Linked DNA regions of Sus scrofa: regions 2, 3 and 4 are each linked to region 1. Evidence: chromatin contacts called from public Hi-C and HiChIP or PLAC-seq data. All regions are on one chromosome and are shown on one strand. The core of a region is the stretch at or near the end of the contact, and the rest is flanking DNA. Distances in the headings are between cores, read along the strand shown. Region 1 holds the start of NIPA2 (magnesium transporter NIPA2). Region 2 holds the start of IMP4 (U3 small nucleolar ribonucleoprotein protein IMP4). Region 3 holds the start of TUBGCP5 (gamma-tubulin complex component 5). Region 4 holds the start of FBXO25 (F-box only protein 25).

The links. A called contact is a pair of places that touch in the nucleus more often than the background predicts. HiChIP or PLAC-seq counts read pairs in DNA pulled down with a chosen protein or histone mark.
Region 2: an H3K27ac HiChIP or PLAC-seq map of alveolar macrophages shows a contact between it and region 1. The contact joins the promoter of IMP4 here to the promoter of NIPA2 in region 1. A contact is called at or near these places in 1 of 47 Hi-C or Micro-C datasets (heart right ventricle) and 2 of 2 datasets of contacts at active chromatin or transcription factors (alveolar macrophages and skeletal muscle).
Region 3: an H3K27ac HiChIP or PLAC-seq map of alveolar macrophages shows a contact between it and region 1. The contact joins the promoter of TUBGCP5 here to the promoter of NIPA2 in region 1. A contact is called at or near these places in 2 of 5 promoter capture datasets (fetal liver and liver), 2 of 47 Hi-C or Micro-C datasets (heart right ventricle and liver) and 1 of 2 datasets of contacts at active chromatin or transcription factors (alveolar macrophages).
Region 4: a contact with region 1 is called in a Hi-C map of liver, with 2.7 times the contacts expected there. The contact joins the promoter of FBXO25 here to the promoter of NIPA2 in region 1. A contact is called at or near these places in 3 of 47 Hi-C or Micro-C datasets (embryonic fibroblasts, heart right ventricle and liver).

What each region holds. Positions count from the first base shown.
Region 1 is chr15:32,200,336-32,205,820 of Sscrofa11.1, forward strand. It overlaps NIPA2 (magnesium transporter NIPA2), which reads right to left and starts at 2,031. Exons shown (of 7, transcript XM_021075602.1): 1 at 1,706-2,031.
Region 2 is chr15:31,972,896-31,978,380 of Sscrofa11.1, forward strand. It overlaps IMP4 (U3 small nucleolar ribonucleoprotein protein IMP4), which reads right to left and starts at 2,263. Exons shown (of 10, transcript XM_021074943.1): 1 at 2,010-2,263; 2 at 1,565-1,680; 3 at 1,299-1,407. The coding sequence starts at 1,567. CCDC115 (coiled-coil domain-containing protein 115) reads left to right here and starts at 1,820. Exons shown (of 5, transcript XM_003483603.3): 1 at 1,820-2,478; 2 at 2,550-2,653; 3 at 2,741-2,823; 4 at 3,464-3,595; 5 at 5,238-5,485. The coding sequence starts at 2,368. The coding sequence ends at 5,350.
Region 3 is chr15:31,992,598-31,998,082 of Sscrofa11.1, forward strand. TUBGCP5 (gamma-tubulin complex component 5) reads left to right here and starts at 3,130. Exons shown (of 23, transcript XM_021075115.1): 1 at 3,130-3,308. The coding sequence starts at 3,163.
Region 4 is chr15:32,356,817-32,362,301 of Sscrofa11.1, forward strand. FBXO25 (F-box only protein 25) reads left to right here and starts at 2,655. Exons shown (of 10, transcript XM_021076229.1): 1 at 2,655-2,782.

The DNA of each region.
Region 1 (5,485 bases), core at 781-3,280:
AGCTGCAATCTAAGCCACAGCTGCGGGAATGCCAGATCTTTTAACCCACTGCCCCAGGCCAGGGATGGAACCTGTACCTCTGCAGTGACCTGAGTTGATACAGTCAGATTTTTAACCCAGTGCACCACAGTGGGAACGCCAGCAGGGTATTTCTACGTAATAGAAATAACCTGAAAACCAGTGTCACTGTATTTTATCATTATGTCTCCCTACGAGTAATAGCTATGTCTTAATGAACACCTATGGAGGCACTGCTCCAGACAACTGATACTAATTCTAGCCATACAATAATGAGAAAAACACATCATTACCCCCACCTTGAAGGTAAAGAAACCAAACCTCACAGATTTAAATCACATGCACAGGACCACACAAAAAGCTACACAGCCTAAAATGGAACCTAACTAAGTGTCCACTGGACTTTACTTATATATAGACCGCCCACATCATATTAAACCTTAGCGGTCTCCATCTTTATTTCTGCTTGATTTCCACTTTAATTTTTTCCAACCTCTCACTTGGCTAATTATTTTTAAGAGTAATGCATATAGATGTTCCCATTGTGGCTCAGCAGAAACAAACCCAACTAGTACCCATGAAGATGCGGTTTCAATCCCTGGCCCAGCTCAGTGAGTTAAGGATCCGGTGTGGCTGTGGTGGAGGCTGGCAGCTGCAGCTCTGATTCAACCTCTAGCCTAGGAACCTGATATGCCACAGGTGCAGCCCTAAAAAAAAGCAAAAAAAACCCCCAAGACTTATAAATACTACATAACCTAAATCTCCAACCTTTTTTAGTAATATCATTTATAAATTAAAATTTTAACTTACATGTAAACTTAATATGGTCTCTCTTATGAAAAAAAGGCTGGAAGAGGTTAGAGATGACTTATTCACTCTCATTTCCTGCAAATAAAACCCTTTATTCTCATTTAAAGTTTTAAACCCTGGCAGAGTGGCTCCAGCCTGGAAAGAAGAAAATACAGAAGGAGGCAAAAGAAATAAATAGTTACTGAATATTTTAAAAAATTTGGTTACTAGTCTCCTTACTGGTTTTACTTACCAACTAACATAAAATCTATTCAACCCAGTACACCATACTGTTTTAACAGACATCTTGCTGGTAGGAAAAAAGAGATCTCTATTCTCTCATATTCACTGCTAGCACTTTAACAACAAAGTACTAAGTGGGCTTACGGTATATAGAGAATTCCCAGAAATACAGAGCCTGTAGTAAACGAATTGAAAAGATTCAAGAGACATAAACACAAAACAAAATGCATACTAATTCTATCCACACAATAATGAGTTTTGTTCAGTTATACAGAGAGGAGAGAGAAGGATTTTAGTGACTTTATAAAAGTTAGGAAATGAAACAAGCCTTGTTCAAAACGTTACAGCGACATCTAAGGCTTGTTCAACAGTGTTAATATCTTCGCAGCAGCTGAAAAAATCTTCTAAAACTACAAAATGAAAGCATTTTAATGAACTTAATGAACATGCGCCCTCGACAGGGCCAGGCCAGGTTTCCTTGGGATTCACTGGCAACCCAATTCACAGTGGTATTCCTTGATACAGGTTACGGGAAAACTACTTCCATCTCAGAACACGCGTGGCTCAGAGTCCCCAGGGAAAAGAAAGGCGCCCCTGAAAGATCCTTCCCGACCCAAGATGGGCAGGCTTGCCCAGCTCGCCCCTTCGCGCTTGCCTGAAAGGAAGAAAGTTGGCAGGCCCGCCGCGCAGCTTCCCTTTTCCTATCCGGCCCCGGTCACCTCCGTTCACACCCCTACACAGGCCGCCCGGGTCACTCTGTCCTGAGCTCGCGCGGCCACAGCCTTCGTTGCTGTCCCGTAGGAGGTGCGAGCATCCGGGGCTGCAGCCGTGCACGCCGCTTCCTCCATGGGGAAATGCCGAGAGGAACTTGCCCCGGACGACCTCCGGCACCCACCGCCGCCACAGGGGGCCAAGGGGCGCAGCAGAGGAGAACCTGGGCGCGGCCGAATGACGAAAGCGGCGGCGCGCGCACGCTCAGTGCACGGCAAAGGCTCCGCCTGCGGCGCGCTCTCCGATCTTGTTCCGGTCTCTTTTCCAAGTCCTGGTTGGTGGAGAGCAGGGGGCGGGCCGAAGGGTGTCGGAAGCAGTGTTTTGCAATGTATTGTTTGCCGACCAAAATATCGAAAGGAAGGTACAGTGTGCAGAGAATTCCCACGTGCGGTTAGAGAGTGCCGTGAGTTCCCACGTGTGAAGCTGCGTTTTACGCGGTGTCCCTAGAGATTCCTTAGGGAAAGATTCTCCGAGAGTGCAAGGGAAAGGACTAGCGCCGCGCCAAGAGGCCCGGGCGGGTTGGGGGACGCGGAGGGGCGAGACCAAGTGCTGGTGGCGGGGCGGGCTCAGGGTAAGGCCCTTTCTTCCCCAATGTTAAATAACCGAATACGGGAATAAATGCGTTCTTTGGTCGAGTTTGTGGTTTGGCAAAATTCGGTCTCCCGACCCATGGAGCAGAGATTTATTTTTCATTAGATGCATGGGAAACCCACTGTTAAGCTGTCCCGCCTTAGCTCCTCCTGCAACAGAGAAATTTCTTGGAATCTATCATCATGGTTTCCTTGGAAGAGGACAGAGACGGAGAGGTCATTTATAAGAAGCCTGGTGGAGCAACTAGCTAAATCTGGAGTGAGACCTGCTAATAAACCAATAACACCTTGGTTACAGTTGCAAAAGTCTTCTAGGGATGTTCTTTCAGTTTTTGACTAGATGCAAAAGCACTATTATACCAAATTTAAGTTATTTTGGGTGGGAATATTCCTAAAATGAATTCTGTGCCTATTTAGGCAGAAAATGCCCAATATAATTTGCTCTTTTCAGACTACAGTCCCATTGGACTGTTATGTTCTAGATTACGCAGCCCCTGACCACTCTGGTTTTGGTAACTATGCAGCTTCTAATTTAAAAGCTTTTAATCTTCTGTGAACTTGACAAACAGGAAACTGCTTTTTAGAACTGGCTCAGATGAATTTTTTTGCTTGCTTTTTGGTCTTAACTGAATTCTAGTTAAATGACATTGTCAAATAAAGAATTATATTAACTAATCTTTTAAAAATATTTTATATTTTGCCGTTGGTTTGTTCAAATCTGTGTTCAAACAAGGCCCATACTGGTTTGTTTTTGTTTTTGTTTTGGTCATTTTAGGGCCGCACTCACAGCCCATATGGAGGTTCCCAGGCTAGGAATTGAATTGGAGCTGTAGCTGCTGGCCTATGCCACAGCCACACCAGATCAGAGCCACATCTGCAACCTATACCACAGCTTACAGCAGCACTGGATCCTTAACCCACTGAGCGAGGCCAGGGATCGAACCTGCATCCTGATGGATGCTGCTCAGATTGTTTTCCGCTTAGCCAGGACGGGAACTCCTGTACTGACTATTGAAAGATAGTTTGCAAGTTGGTAACTATGACGTGGTAGATTGAAAAAATGGCTCTGATTCTCTACCTATCCATGTGCCCACACATTTTGCAGAATGGCTTTGCACTTCCATATCATCTCCTGATTCTGGCCTTGGGACTGTCTTTGGTCAAGAAAATGTGGTGGTTCCCAGCCTAAACCATGATGAGAAGAAGCTTGGACTGTTTGCTAGAGGAGGAGATCAGGTGGAGTAGAGCAACTTGCAAAGCCACCTAGCTTCATTGAGACCAAGGATTGGAGCCTAGTTGGTTGAGGACCACAAAACTGCACAATGACCCACAGACATATGAGAATGAATAAAGGAATCTTGTATTAAGCCACTCTTTGATATGTATTGCTGTGTAACAATAACTAATCCCAACAGTGCCTCTAGGAAGCAGATGACTGTAATGAAAGTAGTGGTCGAGTCATAAGAATGCTTAGAAATTATGTTGACTTAACAAATTAATTTGCTTGTAGCTCTTTTCTGCCAGTATTCTAATCATACCAGCTAAACCCTGCCTCATCTAATCATCCTTCTCTCATCATTGTAGTTCACAGACTCATCTCACATTGATTATCTGGACTCCTCCCACATCTGACCCTTACTGTCATATTGCACAGTGTATTGTTTTTATAAGTGTATATAATTCCTTGCTAAAGTAATGCAAGCTCCTTAAATGCCCAGTTTACTTCTCCAGCACATAATGTTGCAGATCTTAAACACCAGGAGCATTCAAGCATTGATCATGAGATTTTTTTTTTTTTTTTTTTTTTTGTCTTTTTTGCCATTTCTTGGGCCGCTCTCGCGGCATATGGAGGTTCCCAGGCTAGGGGTCTAATCGGAGCTGTAGCTGCCAGCCTACGCTAGAGCCACAGCAACGTGGGATCCAAGCTGCATCTGCAACCTACACCACAGTTAATGGCAACGCCGGATCGTTAACCCACTGAGCAATGCCAGGGATCAAACCCGAAACCTCATGGTTCCTAGTCGGATTTGTTAACCACTACGCCATGACAGGAACTCCATGAGATGTTTTTAAACTTAAAAATTGAATGCCTTTTCATATACTGCTCTTAGGATTGTAAAATGGTACAAGCTCCTTGTAAGCAGTTTCTTAAAAAGTTAAACATATACAACCATATGACCCAGCTGTTCTAGGTATTTTTATCCAAGAAAAGAGAGATACCAGGAAAGCATATCCCATTAAAAGATAAAATATAAATGAATGTAATGTGAATGTAAATGAACATTCAATACTGGCTTTATGATAGCTAAAGAAAAAAAATAGAAACAATCCAAATGTCCATCAATAGATGAACAGATAAACAACTGTGGTATATCCATAAAATGGAAGGCTACCGAGCAGTAAAAGGGAATGAGCTGAAGTCAAAATAATTATGATAAGTGAAAGAAGCCAGACCAAAGAAAAAGTATATACTAAATGACTACATCTATATAAAATTCTAGGAAATGGTATTACATAGCAACAGAAATCAGATGAATGCTTGGGAGCAGATGGGGTAAGGAGGGCAGAGAGATTACAATAGGGCAAAAAGAAACTAAGGATGGAATTCCCGTCACGGCTCAGTGGGTTAAGGATCCGTGTTGCCATGAGCTGTGGCGTAGGTCGAAGACGTGGCTTGGATCCTGCTTTGCTATGGCTGTAGCGTAGGCCGGCGGCTACAGCTCTGATTGGACCCTAGCCTGGGAACCTCCATATGCGTGGGTGCGGCCCTAGAAAAGACAAAAAGACAAAAAAAAGAAAAGAAACTTTAAGGATAATAGGTGTGTTCACTCTTGTTCTTGGTGATGCTTTCATCATATGACATCTCTGACATACTTCGAAACTTACCAACTTACATATATTTTATACATGTACAAGTTATGGTATGTCAGCCATACCTCAATAAAGCTGTTAAAATCTACCTTTTGGCATTGTTTTAAAAGTATAGGCAAGACTTATTAAAATGGTATTTTTTAAATCATATGTTAGTAAATCAAATAGTTTCCTCATGTATAAATTGTTTTCCAATTACTCTA
Region 2 (5,485 bases), core at 1,013-3,512, 230 kb before region 1:
TGGGCAAAGAGGTGATAGGTAATCATTGAGAAAGGGGACAAAAACAATTTATTTTTGGCTACATGCCAATCTGTTAACAGTGGTTACAGGAGATTTCATTTTCCAAAGTTCCTTAGTCTCATGGCTTGAGGGCTTTCAAATATATTTAATCACAAGTACGCACCATTTCTTGAAAAAAACTAACAATTTTTTAAAGAATAAACAGAAACCTTTTTCTGCATGAAGGTGGCCAGAATCCCTGAAACTGACAATAAAATCACTAATCATGATGCTCTGGGTCAGAGATTTCCTCTGTGAACTAAAGCTGGGCTTGGCAGAGGCGCTGGGCAGTGGGCATGCCCTTGAACCCAGCACTTCTCTCTAATATGCCCTGGACAAATTTTTGCACATGGAAGAAAATATTTATAGCAGCAGAGTTGCCCTAAACTAAAAATAAGGTCATCACCACCCAAAGGGAAATGGATGAAGACCTTGTGGAATATTCACCAGAGGGAGCCTCACCTCCACTCACTGGATCTTAGAAACCTGTTGAAGGAAAACATAAAGCTGCGAAAGAATAAACACAACCTAATACTACCTTTACAACTAAAAATCAATCAGTATGATTTCAGAACAAAAACAAGCATGATATACTCAAAAGACAAGCAAGGAGATGGTTTATTTTAAAACAATATTCAATACTGATTATCTAAGTTAGAAATATTTCTGAATTTCAATATATTGATTATTTTTCATTTCTTGACGTCAGCAGATACGTCAAAGCTGTTACGCTTAACATATACATACACATACCACATATACTTTATATGTCTAAAACCTAAGAAAATCAAAGTGACACAAAGAACAAATACAGCATTTCCAATCAAGCATGTGTGACAGACTTCATTAGTACAGCAAATGAAAAGTTAAATGCCTAATTTACAACGCAAATAAACTTAAGGTTTACACGAATTAAGTTTCAAAATACAAGGGTGTCATCAACAGCACTATTCTTGTTACCTTATAGTAAGGAAGGTAGCAAAGAAGAAAAACGACGGGGCGGGGTGGGGGACCTCTACGACCACGTAAAATGCTTAAATTTGCTAAGTACTAGATATTGTAAATAAAATTAATATGTAAGCTATAAAATCTGGGTACTGCAGCATAAATGACAAGTAACTCATACCATCATGAAAAGGACAGCTGCAATTACGAAGACACAACAGGCAAGGAAAAGACGGCGTTTTTCATTGGGCCTTTTTACCGCTGGGTTTTAAAACGCAAGCCTTTTGGAGATCGGGGGGCGGGAACTGACTTACCTTCAAGCGCGCGCCGAACCTTGTCCTTCCTCTCCTGGGCGGTTCGCTGAGCCTCCTCTCGCGCCTTGCGGTACAGGTACTCCCGGCGAAGGCGGGCCTCGCGGCGCAGCTACAGAAGAGCGCGCCCGTTCAGAGCACCCTTTTTCGCCACGCAGAGCCGAACCAGGGAAACACCCGCCCGGGGCCCAGGGGCCACATTCCCAGCCTCCACATTCCCAGCCTCCACGAGCCCCCAACCTCCAAGACAGAAGCTTAAACGTCCTTACCATCCTGAGAGCGGCTTCCACGCGGGTCCAGGAGAATCCTCCGTCACCGCCCACGCAACGCAGCCCTCGCTTCCGCCCTCAACCGATAAGGTCACAAGAAGCTTCACTAGACTCCTCTGCTGTCGAGAATGCCCAAAATTAAAATGGCAAACAGTGGGTGGGAGTTGCAAGGCGATTGGCTAGTTTGGAATCACATGTTCACAGGAGCAACCAATGGGCGGGGCGGATTGTGCGAGTCAAGGTGCTGTCACGTGGCTTAGAAGAGCTGTTTGTAAGTATTAGCCCCTGGCTTCACTGCTAACAGCCGCGGCTCCGCAGTATGCCTAGTTTGAGATGACGAGCCGCTAAAATAATAGTTGTCGGGCTAAAGTAATAGTTGTCGGCTCGAAATAGTCCAGCAACTGTAAAACCAGCACAGCCATTGACTGGAAGACCGACCACCTACCGGTTCCTTCTCTCGTTATATTTAAAGCCGCTCCTCCGAGGGTTGCAGAACAGCCACGCCTCCTTCCACAGTCACTGCAACGTCCTAAGTAGCCGCTTCCAGAAGTGACTCGGAATCACCCACACCTCTCACCGACGACGTACTGGCTGGCCAGCTTCGGGTGCTCGCCTGACTAACCGTTCATCACCTACCCCTGCCGCTGCTTAGAGGACACTTGAGGAGCACCAGCTGGCAGCCACTACCCAGTGGGCGTCAGGGCCCTCTGCTGGGAACGCCCCCCTATTGGCTGTGCTGACGGCGAGGAGGGCGCTGATTGGGCGACCTGGAAGAAGCCGGCTCCCAACTGTGTGAGGAACCCATGGCGGCAGCGAACCTTCGAGCGGAGCTGGATTCGCTGCTCCTGCAGCTGCTCGGGGACCTGGAGGAACTGGAGACCAAGCGCGCGGCGCTGAACGCCCGGGTGGAAGAGGTGCGGGGCCTGGGGCGGGCGGGCGGGCAGCGGAGGTTACTGAGTTTCACTGCTCTCCTGTCTCCGCTCAGGGCTGGCTCTCGCTTTCCAAAGCTCGCTACGCTATGGGTGCCAAGTCGGTAGGGCCCTTGCAGTATGCCTCCCGCATGGAGCCGCAGGTCTGCGTCTGCACCAGGTGAGGAGCCTTGCATGCTGCAACGGGTGGGCAGGCAGGGGCCGGGCCGGGGCCGCCAAAGGTCCAGCCTCCCTTCTCGTTCTTTAGCGAGGCCCAGGATGGACTCCAGAAGTTCTGGTTGGTGAGAGCCGGCGCCAGGACTCCAGAGGAGGTGGGGCCTCGCGAGTCAGGTGAGCCTATCCTTCTTCCCCTCAGGGCCCCTTCGTTTGTCAAAGACAAAAGGCGTGGACAACTAAGGAGATGATTTTATTTAAGCTGTTGCCATAGAGACCGCGCCTCAGATCTGAAGATCAGAATATCTCAGAAAAGTGGTTTTTTGCCTTAGACTTTTATAGGGAGAAATAAGTTACAGGTGAAGTCCTCTACAAATGGGATTGTTTTGCAGAGAAAGTCTCGGCCGAACAGAAGATATTTATTGCTGTGTCTAGCTAGTTTCAGGTGGACAAAGCTCTAATCTCAGTTAATCATTTGTGAGACAAAGAACAGGGAGTTGAAGAGTCTGTTTGGCCGTTCAGCATGTTCAGGCAGAATGGCAAATATCAGTGTCTGGGTTTTTCACAGGTAAACAAGGGAGGGTCATCTGCTGGTTTTATGATGGTCAAGAGAAAAAACGGACAGACTCTCATCTGAATTACAAGGGAAAGGGTGGTTCTTTGTGGTAAGCTGTTTTCCAGAACTTCAAAAGTTTGAGAGGATTTTCCAACTGTCAGTATTTTTTGGGATCATGAGCTCAGACCAAATTCAACATTGTCACTGAGAAAACAAGGACCAAGTAATGAGACCCCCAACCTCCAGCCTTTCTTTCTCCAGCTCTGCGTAAGCGCAAGGGTCCCACCAAGACGGCAGAGCCAGAACCTTCCCCAGCTCCCCAGGACCCTCTGAACTGGTTTGGAATCCTTGTTCCTCACAGTCTGCGGCAGGCTCAAGCCAGCTTCCGGGAGGGTGAGTGGACCCTGCCAGGGACCCTCAATCTACAGGGGGCCTTTGAGCACTCATGCTTGGTCTAGGGTTAGTCTGCAAAGGGATTTGCAGGTTTTCTCCACTGCAGATTTTTGTTGCAGACCTGTTTTTTCAAAAAGCACTTACTGACTGTTGGTGGAGTTCTAGGCTCTTGAAAGTGGACAGACACCTTATGGGATGTTTATTCTATTGAGAGCAGAAAAGACAACATGCAAACAAGCCAGCAGTGAAACTTATGCAAAAAATAAGGTAGAGTATGGTAGGATGGAACGGACTGGGGGAGCTGTTTTATGAAGGGTAGCCTGGGAAGGTCTCAGAAGAGATGAAGGAGAGATCTCTGTTGGTGGTCTGGGGGAACAGTGCTCTAAATGGAGGAACAACTGAGGACAGAAGCCCTGAGGTAAGGTTGTGTCTGGAATGATGGAGAGTGGACTGGAGTGGAGGTGGTGAAGCGAGGAGCACCAGGACCCAAGGGTCAGAGGGCCAGGTGATTTGAGAGCCATGTAGGAGGACTCAGAGTGATGGGTCCCTCTGAGCAGAGGTGCAGTTGGACTCACAGGGTGAGAGAAATCTGTAGGTTCTAGGTAAAAACAGTCAAGAGCAGAGGGAGGAAGCAGGTGCCAGGGAGCAGCTGGTATGAGGTATACAGGTGGAGAACAGGTGGGAAGCTGCTTGTTTTTCTAATAGAAGCCACAGGATTTGCTGACAGATCAGTTTGGGAGTAAGGGAGAGTCGTGAAGGGTGACCCCACAGTCTCCAACTAGAATGCCTGAAAGGGTGGATGGGGTTGGAGGGCTGCAGAGCAGAAGCTGAGGCAAAGTCAGCTGTTGGTGTGTTCCTGGTGCTGTGTGATAGAGATTCTGAGCGGGTGGTTGAGCACATACATCTGGAGTTTGGGAGCAGCCTGGACTGGAGAGAGTTGGAAGCCCACTGCATAACACTGGTTTCAAGTCCCCAAGTTACTGACCCAGACACAGCATTAAAGTTGAAATGAGATTAAGATCAGCAGGAGGGTGGACAGGAAGTGAGGGGAAGGAGAAGGAAAGAAACCAGGCAAGGAGACTGAGAACCAGCCGAGAGGCAGGAGCAACACCAAGAGGGTAAGATGTGACCTGGAGGGAGGTGATCAGGTGTTTGGCCAGCTCTGCTGCCAGGCAGATAGGCTGAAGATAAGACTGGCCAGTGGACTGAGTGGTGTGGAGGGCCAGAGGACTTGACAGCAGCAAAGACATCAAGTGAAAGCAACCTAGAAGTGGATCCAGAGAGTGGACCACCCTTGGGGGCGGAGAAAACAGGTAGAAGGAGAGAGAGTGAGAGCATCGAGGGGCTGTGATAATGGAGAAAAGAAAGAAGTGAGGGCATGAGACCAGGTTATAATCTGTACATTTTTAGTTCCTGGAGGGTGATCTAAGGGGACAAGAGAGTCTTCTGAAGAGGACATTTTAACAAAGACTTGAAGGATATAAGGGTGTGAATCCTATGAGGTTCTTGAGTAGCCCATGCAAGGCTACTCCTGGAATGTTTCAGGAATAGTGGGAAGGCTGGAGAGGCCTGGGGATATCCAGAGCCTCTGAGCCAAGTGTACCACAGATATCATGGTGACAACTCTCTTCTCTTCCTCTAGGTCTGCAGCTGGCTGCAGACATGGCCAGCCTTCAGATTCGAATCGACTGGGGTCGAAACCAGCTACGGGGGCTCCAGGAGAAACTCAAGCAGCTGGAGCCTGGGGCTGCCTGACCTGCCACCACAACGGCAGGGCAGTGAGCATAGCTGTTCCTTAATGTGGCTGCCTTATCTCAGGCCTTCTTCCTTCACAGATCCCCCACCCCCACCTCCCCAGTTAGTTCCACCTCATTATTTCTCTGGTCCTCA
Region 3 (5,485 bases), core at 1,880-4,379, 210 kb before region 1:
CGCTAATGAGTTAGGCCTATGCACGACCATAACTGTGTCCATTCCACCCGGCCCTGCTTCCCCTCTGCCTTGGGCCAGTCCCTGCCAGAGTGGGATCAGGATCACTCAGGTGGGTGCTGCTGACAGCCAGGCCTTCATGGGTGTGGCAGAATCCAGGACCCCCCCCCAGCCTCCCTGGCAGACTGTTTACATCTCTGCCACAGGAGGGGGACTGAGAAACATCTGGGGGAGGCACCTTTTCCTTTGGAGTCAGGTACCAGCCCAGGTCAACAGGGAGGCCCCAGGGGGCACCCCAGTTCTGGCCAAGTCTCCCATTTGTAGACTGAAAGGTGAGGGCACGTCCTGAAAATGCTGGTGTCTCCCTCTTGAGGGGGTGATTACCAAGACAGGTCTTGTGGGGGCACCTTGAGCCTGGCTGTGCTCCTGCTTTGGGACTGGTCTTTGGAGGGACCCCCAAAATATTTCTAAGCCTCTTTCTGGCGTGGAAAGCCTTGGTCAGGCCAGGGAGGTCTGGAGGAGTCTGGATGGGTCTTGGGTATTGGAAGTCCCACCCCAAAAGTTTCTAATTTCCCCTCCAAAAGCCAGGATCAGTCCTACTGGTACAGGCAGGCCTGGGGAGGGAAATCTGGACTGGCCACAATTCTGCATGAGTCCTGGTCATCAACCATATTGTCCCCCCAAATTTCCTTATTTCCTCTCCAGAGGTGGGCATCACCTTGGGCTAGCCATGGATGAAGGAAAGAGCAGTGTACCTCCCCCTAATTTTTATAAGTCACCTCCAAAAGCCAGGTCAAACTTGGCTGGGCATGTAGATCCATAGTGGGCATTCTTAGATTGTCTCTGTTGCATGTGTGGCACAACTGATCCCTTTAAATAGTTCTAAGTCCCTCCAAAGGGGGCATGGCAACAGGCTGGACAAGGAAGATGGGAAGGGTACCCTTAACCCGGCTGCAGTTTTGTATGAGGTCTGGTCTTTTGCCTGCACGTCCAGAAAAGTTATCCGGGGGCCATTCTGGAAGGCTGCACTGGCCTAGGCCAGCAAACGACATGTGGTAGTGCGCCCAGACTGTTTGCCACACTGTCTTTGTATGTTCTTTCCAAAAATGTTTCCATGTCCTCTACAGGGTGGGTGACCAGCCTCAGAAGCCTACAGAGGATACCTGGGACCCAATGGTATTTTCAACGGGGCTCAGTCATCAGAGGTGCCTGTGGAAAATTTTTCAAGCTCCTCTTTCAGAAAGGAGACCTTGGCTCAGGCCAGCCAGGGGGACATGGGAGAGTGGCTTAGTCCTTCCTGGCTCCAAGTCATTGGGAGTGCCCTGTGGAAAGTTTTCTGCCTCCCTCCTGAGGTCAAGGCCAACTGACAGGATAGAGAGGTGGAGAAGACACATGTTAAGTGTGTATGTAACTAATTTTTTTGAGATGTAAAATAAGCAATTATAGATTTGGAATGATGAGAAAAAATGTGAGCTGCGTACACAAATTTGATTTATAAACATACAGATGATAATTGTGACTGGAGTAGAAAAGACTGCCCAGAGAGTATAAATTCCCTTCTATAGGATGTCCCATTGTGGTGCAGTGGAAAGGAATCCGACCAGTATCCACGAAGACTCAGGTTCAATCCCTGGTCTTGCTCAGTGGGTTAAGGATCTGCCACTGCTGTGAGCTGTGGTGAGTGTGCAGACATGGCTCAGATCCCCCGTTGCTGTGGCTGTGGCGTAGGACAGCGGCTACAGGTCCTATTTAACCCCTAGCCTGGGAACTTCCATATGCCATGAGTGCGGCCCTAAAAACAAAACAAACAAAAAAAAAAAACAAAAAAACAAAAAAAAAAAGAAAGAAAATTCTCTTGTATAGAATCATTTCTACTGCTATGATTATAATTTCCCACTTCTTGTGGGATTTGTGCAGTCGTGGGCAGTCTATATTTTGGGTAGTTGCTATAGTCTGGATGTTTGTGTGCGCCCAAAATTCATAACTTGAAATCCCAATGCCCAAAATGATGGTATTTGGGAGGTGTCGGCCTTTGGGAGGTGACTAGAAAAGGAGAGTGGAGGAGTTCTCTTGTGGCGGAGCAGGTTAAGGATCCCATGTTGTCACTGCAGGGGCTTGGGTCACTGCTCCTGGCCTGAGAACTTTTATATGCCATAGGCATGGCCAAAAAAAAGAAAAAAGGGAAAAGGAGAGTGGAGCCTTCAAGAATGGACTGGAATGAGTGCCCTCATAAAAAAAGGCCCCAGTGCGTTCCCTTGCCCCTTTCACCATATTTCACAACCAGAGGCCTGCATCCGGGAAGAGGGTCCTCACCCAACCATACTGGCACTCTGATCTCAAATTCCAGCCTCCAGAACTATGAGAAATAAGTTTCCGTTGTTTATAAGCCACCCAGTCTATGGTATTTTGTTATAGCAGCCCAAAGAGACTAAGTGGTGAATCCACTATCTTTTACTACAGTAATGCAACGTAATAAACCACATGAAAACCTAGTAAATCCAAAAAAAAAAAAAAAAAATTAGAGTTCTATGTAACAAGTCTTGGAATAGTTATTAGCAAAACTTAACAGAAACAGTTTAAAAGTATAGTTTTAATTACAAACAACAGCAAAGAGGCCCATTACCTCTACCTGCAGCCTACGGGGTTTATCAAGTCCTCCTTGGGCCACCCGGTGTCACTGGCGAGAGCAGGAGGCACAGCACTCAGCCTGTACGTGGGACAACTCGCTTTCCTTACACGTGCTGTAATGTGGGCCATGTAGTGTGGCCTATGCAAGCAAAACGGAACTGAAAGATAGCTGGAGAAATGGAAGGTTGGAGAAGGATGGACAACTAACGGGTCATGGGATCTGCAAATACAGGTGCAAACAGATACCCTGAAGAAGTGGCTGCTTTCAGAACATCAGAAGATACACCATCAACCAAGGTTAGTCAGAGGTTAGCATTAATATAACAAATAATAATGGCTAACCCTTTGAGGACGTTCCTAGATTTCCCCAGGTGAGACGGGAAAACGCACAACCCAAGCCACCAAAAAGAACCTGAGCCGAGACTCAAAGCGCCGGCAGCGAGAACTCTCGCGAGAGCGGCGGCACCTCTCCGAGTTAGCTCGAATTCTCGCGAAAGCGGACGCAACCTCGCGGAGAGTGGCGGGAGCGCGGGCGGTATGGCGTCCCCTGCGCCGTCCTGGACCCGGTTGGACCCACAGCAAGAACGCGATGTGCGCGAGCTCATTCGCCTTGTGTCGGGCGTGCAGGACGAGGCGGACCCCAACTTCCAGCTCGCTCTGCACTTTGCCTGGTCCAACTTCAGGTGTGGGCGCGGCACCAGGGATGGGAGGGTGTCTGGCGAGGTGTAGGGCGCATGAACAGACCGGCGGAACCCCCGCGCGCCCTGCTACTCCAGCAGCTTGGCGCCCTCGGTGCCTTCTGGGTCCCCGACGCAGTGACACACGCAAGCACGAACAGTGGGTTGTGGGTTGTTGGTGGTCGTCTTCCTGTTTTAGAAGCGTGCTCCTAGGGAATCGGTCTGTCTGCCCTGTACCCTGCTCCGCCCACTGCATTTAGCACGGAACACAGCACATCAAACCTAATTTTTGAATGGGTGTGTGAGTGAAGGTTTTGAGCAAAATAATGGCCACACTTTTTTAAAAACTGTATTCTCACTGACCCCCTCTCCCTGCTTGGGCCACTCCAGATTTCTCTTACCCTGCTCTCCTTTTGCTTTTTCCAAAATGCATAGCCTAACACATTGGATAACTTATCTGTTGTGTATTGTCTTCTCCACCCTACTCCCCCACCTGCAGGCAGAAAGCAAATTTCACAGGAGTAGGGATTTTCGTCTGTTACGTTCATTTCTTCTCCCAGCACCTAGAACATTTCTTGGCATAGAGTACTCCGTGCCACCTAATGCAACATCTAATACAGTTTTTCATGTAATTAATTTTTATTTTATATTTATTTATTTTTTTGTCTTTTTTGGCCTGCACCCTGGGCATATGGAGCTTCCCAGGCTAGAGGTCTAATCGGATCTGTAGCCGCCGGCCTAGGCCACAGCCACAGCCACAGCAAGGCTATATCCGAGCCAGATCTGCAACCTACACCACAGCTCACAGCATCGCGGGATCCTTAACCCACTGACAGAGGCCAGGGATCAAACCCGCAGCCTCATGGTTCCTAGACCCATTCGTCGTTTCCACTGCGTCATGATGGGAACTCCCATGCAATTAATTTTTAAAGATTTTCCACTTTAGATACTTTGGTGAGGTCTGAGCTCCCATTTTTCGTTATAGAAGATGTAAATTAGATGATACTGCTGTGATCATTACTTGTAATGAAATTATTAAAAATGTTAGTTAATATTTGTTTAATTTCAGAAATCTTGAATAGTAAACAATGTTTCAAAATCTGTAATCTTGATTATCAACATTAATGATCATACATAAAGTTCCTCCTTGGTTTATAATAAGAATAGACAATGAGTCTAAAAGCCTGCCAAGTTTCTGAAATAAAATACTCAGTTCTTAAATGTAGCTTATAAAGATAACAGTTCCTGAAGAGGTCAGATAAGAGAGACATTTAAATGCGATATCCCAAATAATTTTTATATTAACATTTCTAAATGACAGTAGGCAAATGGACATCATTTTAGTTTTAGAGACATTAGAAGTTACTATCTACTTTTATACATTGAGAAACTAAATTATAATAGGTAAAGTGGTTTTCCATTCAGCCATTTACTGGGTTAGAGTTAAATATGTTATTTAGTGGTTTAATTTACTTCTTTTAAGTACAGATTGTGTGGCTTTGGTACTAAAAGATGGAAAACAAGGGTAAATGAGCTATACAATAATTCCATGATGATTTAATCCATCAGAAAAATGAACAATTCATGTTTGCTTTTTAAAAAATAGTGGCCACATTCTAGGCCCTAGAAATTCATAGATAGGTGAAATAGAGATTTATCCTTAAGTAAGACAGGCAAAAATTATATATGATGTAGAATAGGATTTTGTTTGTTTGTTTTGCTTTTTAGGGCCTCATCCACAGCATATGGAAGTTCTCAGGCTAGGGGTTGAACCAGAGCTATAGCCACCGGCCTACACCACAGCTCACAGCAGTGCCAAATCCCTGACCCACTGAGCGAGGCCAGGGATCAAACTCATATCTTCATGGATACTAGTTGGAGTCTTTTCTGTTATGCCACAATGGGAACTCCCTAGAATAGCACTTAATAACCTGAGAGCCTGAAGATGGAATTCATGTGTTAATGGATTTGGATGTTTTTTCTTATGCTAATTATACTAACCTCTAACTAAAAGCATTTCCTTTAACTATGAAAGCAACAAGCAGTAAGAAATAGCTAATGTGTGACTGTGTCACCAGTAAAAATCATGTACTGTCATATTGTAGTTATTACAGATATTTCTAAATATTTAGTACTGTTACCGTTACATATTATGAACCCACTGCTAGATCTTGTTACTTAAC
Region 4 (5,485 bases), core at 1,405-3,904, 160 kb after region 1:
CTCTCGTGGTTCTAACAGTCTATCATAGCTTATTTTATTGCCTGCTTCTCATGTAAAGCCATAGAGAAATGAAAGAAGCATATGCCAGCATGGAAATAACCGTACCATGACAGGCCAACTTCAATACCACATTTGAAGTAACTTTGAAGATGGATGTGTTCCCAGTGTTTCAGCTCTTATTATGTTTAGATTCAATGATTTCAGCTGGGTGGGTGGCCAGTCTCTCCCACTCTTCTCCACAGAGAATAGATTTTCAGGACTCCATAAAGTGTAAGACCTTAGTCTCTGCCTTCAGAGATCTTACAATCTTCTTGCAAAATAGATTTTTTTTTTTTTAAAGTCAAGGGCAGTGCTGGGCTGGGATTTAAATAACTGAAAGAAGTTACAAGATACTGTGGTTGTTTAGTGAATGATAAAGATTAGAAGTGCTGGGGGAAAAGAGGAACACTTAAAACAGGCCTGCTCCTTGTAGCTTCCCTGGGCTGGTGGATTGTGTCAGACAAACCACTTCACCACCCTTGATCCATGTCTGCCTACTTGTATGGTCCTATCAAGGTTACTGATCTTTTTGGAAGCCTCGGGCCTCATCTTCAAAACATGGTAATAAGATTGACCTTCTAGGGTTATTTTGAGGAAAAGGCAAGCAGAATATATGGCATAGAGCCTGCTGTGTAGTGAGTATTAAGTTCTTTCCAAGGTTATGCCATTAAAAATAATGAATAACTGTATGGATGAGGGTTTTTTGTTTATTTTTAAAATTTGTGGTGGTGTATTTGCAAGTAAATTACTATAATTGGAATTCTTAGGACAAATATAATTGCTTGCATGTGGAATTTTGGTAGACATTGCCAAGCCAAGACCCCATCACCACCATATGGTGGAAAGACCCTGATGCTTACCCATAGAGACTATCTAAACTACTGTTATGTCCACTCAGTGGAATAATCTGTAAGCATAAAAGAGGAAGAAAGAAGGGGGACTTTTTTTTAAGTTCAGGGATCAAACCTGCAGTTGTGATCTGCAACACAGCTGCAGCAATGCTGGATCCTTAACCCACTGCTCCATGCAGGAACTTCTATGTTATGTTTTGCTTTTAGGGATGTGCGGTTTATGGCTTTTGACAAATTTATAGAGACATGTAGCGTGACATTGTAGTTTTACACTGATTATTATTTTTTAATTCAAGTGTAATTGACTCACAAAGGGACTGGTTCTTAAATTGGGGATATGCAAGCAATATTGCTGACCTGCTGCCCACAATCACTGTTACAGTATTTTAAAGGCATGTAGTCAAAGAACACTATTGTAATAAGCACATCAGGAATAGTTTACAAAAATATTTTTCTAAAATATGAATACTGTGTGCTTCCTGCAGTGAGTTCCAAATATACAAATGCACATTTTATTTAAAAAATATACTAAGAGCAAATACTTATATACTGCTTACCATACACCAGGCATTGCTTTGAATATTTTGAATATATTAATTCATTTAATTGTAATGATTCTGTGAGGTAAACACCACTACTGTCTCCACTGGTAGGAATAGTGAAGCAGAGAAAGATTAAAGCCTTAGTTAATAACCCCAGCTCTGATATGAACCCTAGGAGCTCACACTGCAGTCAGAGGCCAGAGCCATGCTCCTCCCCTGCCCTCCCACAGTACCTGAGCAGGATCCTAGGGGATCCCCACATCCTCTGCTTTAGCTCCCTTCTGAAGTACCCAGATAATAGTATCTAGTGAATATTTCCTGAGTTGTTTTACAGACGTGAAAACCCCCCACCAAATGGAAGATGTTAACTACTTGAGGATCATGAGCATACAGCCCCAAACTCCTGGAGCCTAAGGAATGATGATGTTAACTCCTGTGACACCCTGGCCTTTAAAAATTATTTGCTGAGGAGTTATCTACCAGGGTTAAGGATAAGGTGTTGTAAGTGCAGTTATTTGGGTTGCTGCTGTGGCCCAGGAACTTCCACAATGCTGAGAGTGTGGAGGGTGGGGTGGGGTGGGGTGGGGTGTGTGGGGGGGAGTGCTTTGTTGAAACTCTTGGGGGAGTTTGGGGCTTTGGGGGCACAAGCCACCCATCTCCTTACTTGGCCCTTTGATAAACCTTTCTGTGCTCCAAACCCGTTTTAGTTTGTTGGCCTCACTATGTGTTGAGCACATGAACTTGTGGCACTAATGCTACTACCCCACATTCTTTTCTCCTAACTGGGAAAACCCCACAGGTTGAGACTTGATCCTCCAACCTTCCACAAAGAGAAGAGCAAAACTCTAAATCGTTTATAAATAGAAAGCACCTAAGCCTTAAAACTCTGTATTCTAGCAATTAGGTGTACAGGTGAATTGAGGGCAAATAAAAGCTACATTCTCAAAATTCAGATTATTTCTGGGCAGCAGTTGGGTTGGAAAGTTGGGCAGGTTGGGTGAGCAGATTTAAGTATCCGTCTGCCGTCGACTGGGGAGTAAAAAATCAAGTATCCAACGCGCTTCTCTGCTGCCAGGTACCAACACATGGAACCTGGGGCCCGCCCACGCCCACTGCACCAGTGCGGGCGTGGGCAAATTGGGCCCAAGCGGGCGACGCCCACTGCGCAAGCGCGCTCCTCAGACTCGGGCATCAGGGTAGCAACACAGCCACGCGGAGCCGCGCTGGCCAATCAGCGCGGCTGGGGGCGGGGCTTGCCTGCGGCGTTCCCCGGTACGCGGCGAGCGACTTCCGGCAATAAACTCCCGACGCGCCGCCGTCAGGTGCGGGCTGTGGGCGTGGGCGCGCCAGGTAAGGACGGACGACGCGCGCACCGGCTGGGGACTCTGGGCGTCCGCGCGTCAGGTGGGGACCGAGGCAGTACGCCGGCCACACGGCGTGGCCCACCCCTCCCCCTTCTCCACGCACACCGCTGTGGACCCCCGCCGGTTCTGGAGAGCAGGCCCTGCCCAGCAGCCCGCGCTCCCCTGCGTCCTGAACCCGCCCCCGCCAAGTCGGCCCCTTCTGCGTACTGCAGGCCTCCCTTTCCACGACCCGGGGTCTCCCGGCGTCCGCCCTACCCACTCATGTCTCTCTGTCCCTCCCACCCTCTCTCGGGCACCTGGCCCGACCTTGTCCTTCTGCGGCTCCCGGTCCTCTGCCCTGCACACGGCTTTGACTCAGGTCTTCTCGTTAGTCGTTTTGTTGTTTATTTCTTTTGAGCTGATGCCTCAGTTTTGCATCCCTCCTTTTCCAGTGAGCTCCTTTTTAACCCTTCTCCCAACCCTGGCCGTTTTCAAACAAATCTTAAAGGATCTGGGGAATCGTGTCTCTTCCTGTGCCTCTTCCTCTGGAGCCCTCATTTCTTGCATCTTCCAAATCTTTACCACCCAGCCTTTATCAGAAATGACACGCTCTCTTTTATTCTTTCATATCCCGCTTTCCTCTCTTTTGCCGGGGGGGGGGGGGGGGGGCATGTTTTCCGTTTCCATGAAGCGCCTGTGATCATCTCGCAGGCTTTCTTGCAGTAAATCCCATTTCTCTTTCTCAGCTCTTGATTTACCATTTCTTGATGTTCTTTTGGATCAGATTCTCGCATACTTAGAAGCCATAGTCACGTTGACCCCAAATTGTTTGACCCTCAGTTATTTGGAAATCTTATAAGGAAAAGAAAGCAATAGAGAAAGCAAATGCTTATCGAGGACCAATAATTCTTTTCTCAAAACAATGAAAATTATTTTCTCAAAATTTTTGATGACAGGTGAGAAATGATGGGGAAGGAAACTCCTTTGCCAGCTGTTCTCTGAATATAAAACTGCCTTACTTTTGTCTTCATTGTATCTTGGTGGTTTCTTGTTTGTGTGCAGTAAGTATACCGAGAGCTCTTGCTCTCTAGTTACAGTTTTTGTTTTGAAAATCTGTTTAGTAACTGAGGTAAGCATGGTTATTCCATTTCCTCTTCATCTGACTTAAATAGCAAAATACATGGAGCCTTTTCAAATTTATTAGAGTTAAGTTTCTTGTCATTTTTTCTTGGTGTTTTTATAGATCATACCTAGAGATGTATGTCATATAAGGTTAAAAAAAATGTAAGCAAACACCCTTTGCAGTTTTATGACATCTATTTTATTGGATGTTTAGGAATTGCTGTTATAAAAATACAGTGATAAAGCTTAGATCATGGAGTGAGAGTCCATGAGTGTAAATCCCTGCTCTGTCAAACTTTGCCTCAGTTTCTTTCTTATTTATTTTTAATAGTTAATTCCCCAATACAATTTTTTTTCTACTGTACAGCATGGTGACCCAGTTACACATACATGTACACATTCTATTTTCACACATTGTCATGCTCCATCATAAGTGACTAGACATAGTTCCCAGTGCTACACAGCAGGATCTCATTGCCAATCAATTCCAAAGGCAATAGTTTGTATCTGTTAAAGCCTCAGTTTCTTCATCTATAAAATAGAGACTTAGGAGTTCCTGTCATGGCACAGAAGAAACGAATCCCACTAGAAACCATGAGGTGGCGGGTTCAATCCCTGGCCTTGCTCAGTGGGTTAAGAGTCTGGCATTGCTGTGAGCTGTGGTGTAGGTCACAAAATCGGCTTGGATCCTGCTTTGCTGTAGCTGTAGCTCTGATTTGACCCATAGCCTGGGAACCTCCATATGCCTTGTGGGTGCGGCCCTAAAAAGCAAAAAAAAAAAAAAAGTAATAATAATTAAAATAGATATTTAAACTTTTAAAATGGGGATTGTAACATTTTCTACCTTATAAGGTAGTGTGAGAATTAAATAACAGAGGCAAATTGTCTAGGGTAAGGCCTCACCTATGCCCTTAATGTTTGCTACTGTTATCATTAGTTAACAAAAAGTGGGCTTGCCTAAGGAAAGACATTTTTCTTGGTTACTGTTGATTTTCTGGTGCAGGACTTTCTGCTGGCAAGTGAACTTCATAAAGTGCTGTTCTCCTGCAGTGCTTCACCCACTTGTCCTGCCAGATAATTGGAGATGAAGGGAGGATTTACAGCAGATGGCTCATACGCTCTTTGACATCAGTTGGCATCAAATGTGCAAAAATTGCAAGTTGTACTGGCTGTTTCACTAGAGTAGCCACCCTTTGGGTGGTTGTTTTTATGCATTTAATAATTTTCAGGAGTAATTTCTAGTTTTTATTTTTGTATTTGGAAATTCTCAAAACAAAGGTAATTTTAATTAAATGTATAAAATCTTAGCAATTCAGATCTTTTAGCAGAACAAATAAATACATTTTTGTAATAGGTGGGTTTTCATCTTTCTAAAAGTTTAGCAATATTGTTTTTCTGTTTGCAAACTTGGTAGATTCCTCAGACTGGGAATATTTTTGAAAATTTGAGATCCAGGCCTTTCAAATTGCAACTCGTGTGTTTTCTTTCTTTCTTTTTTTTTTTTATGTTCCTCAATAGCTTTTTTGTTATTGTTTGTAATAACTGTGCTTCAAGAGTCTGCTTTGGTTCATGAACTAAAGCCTAAAGT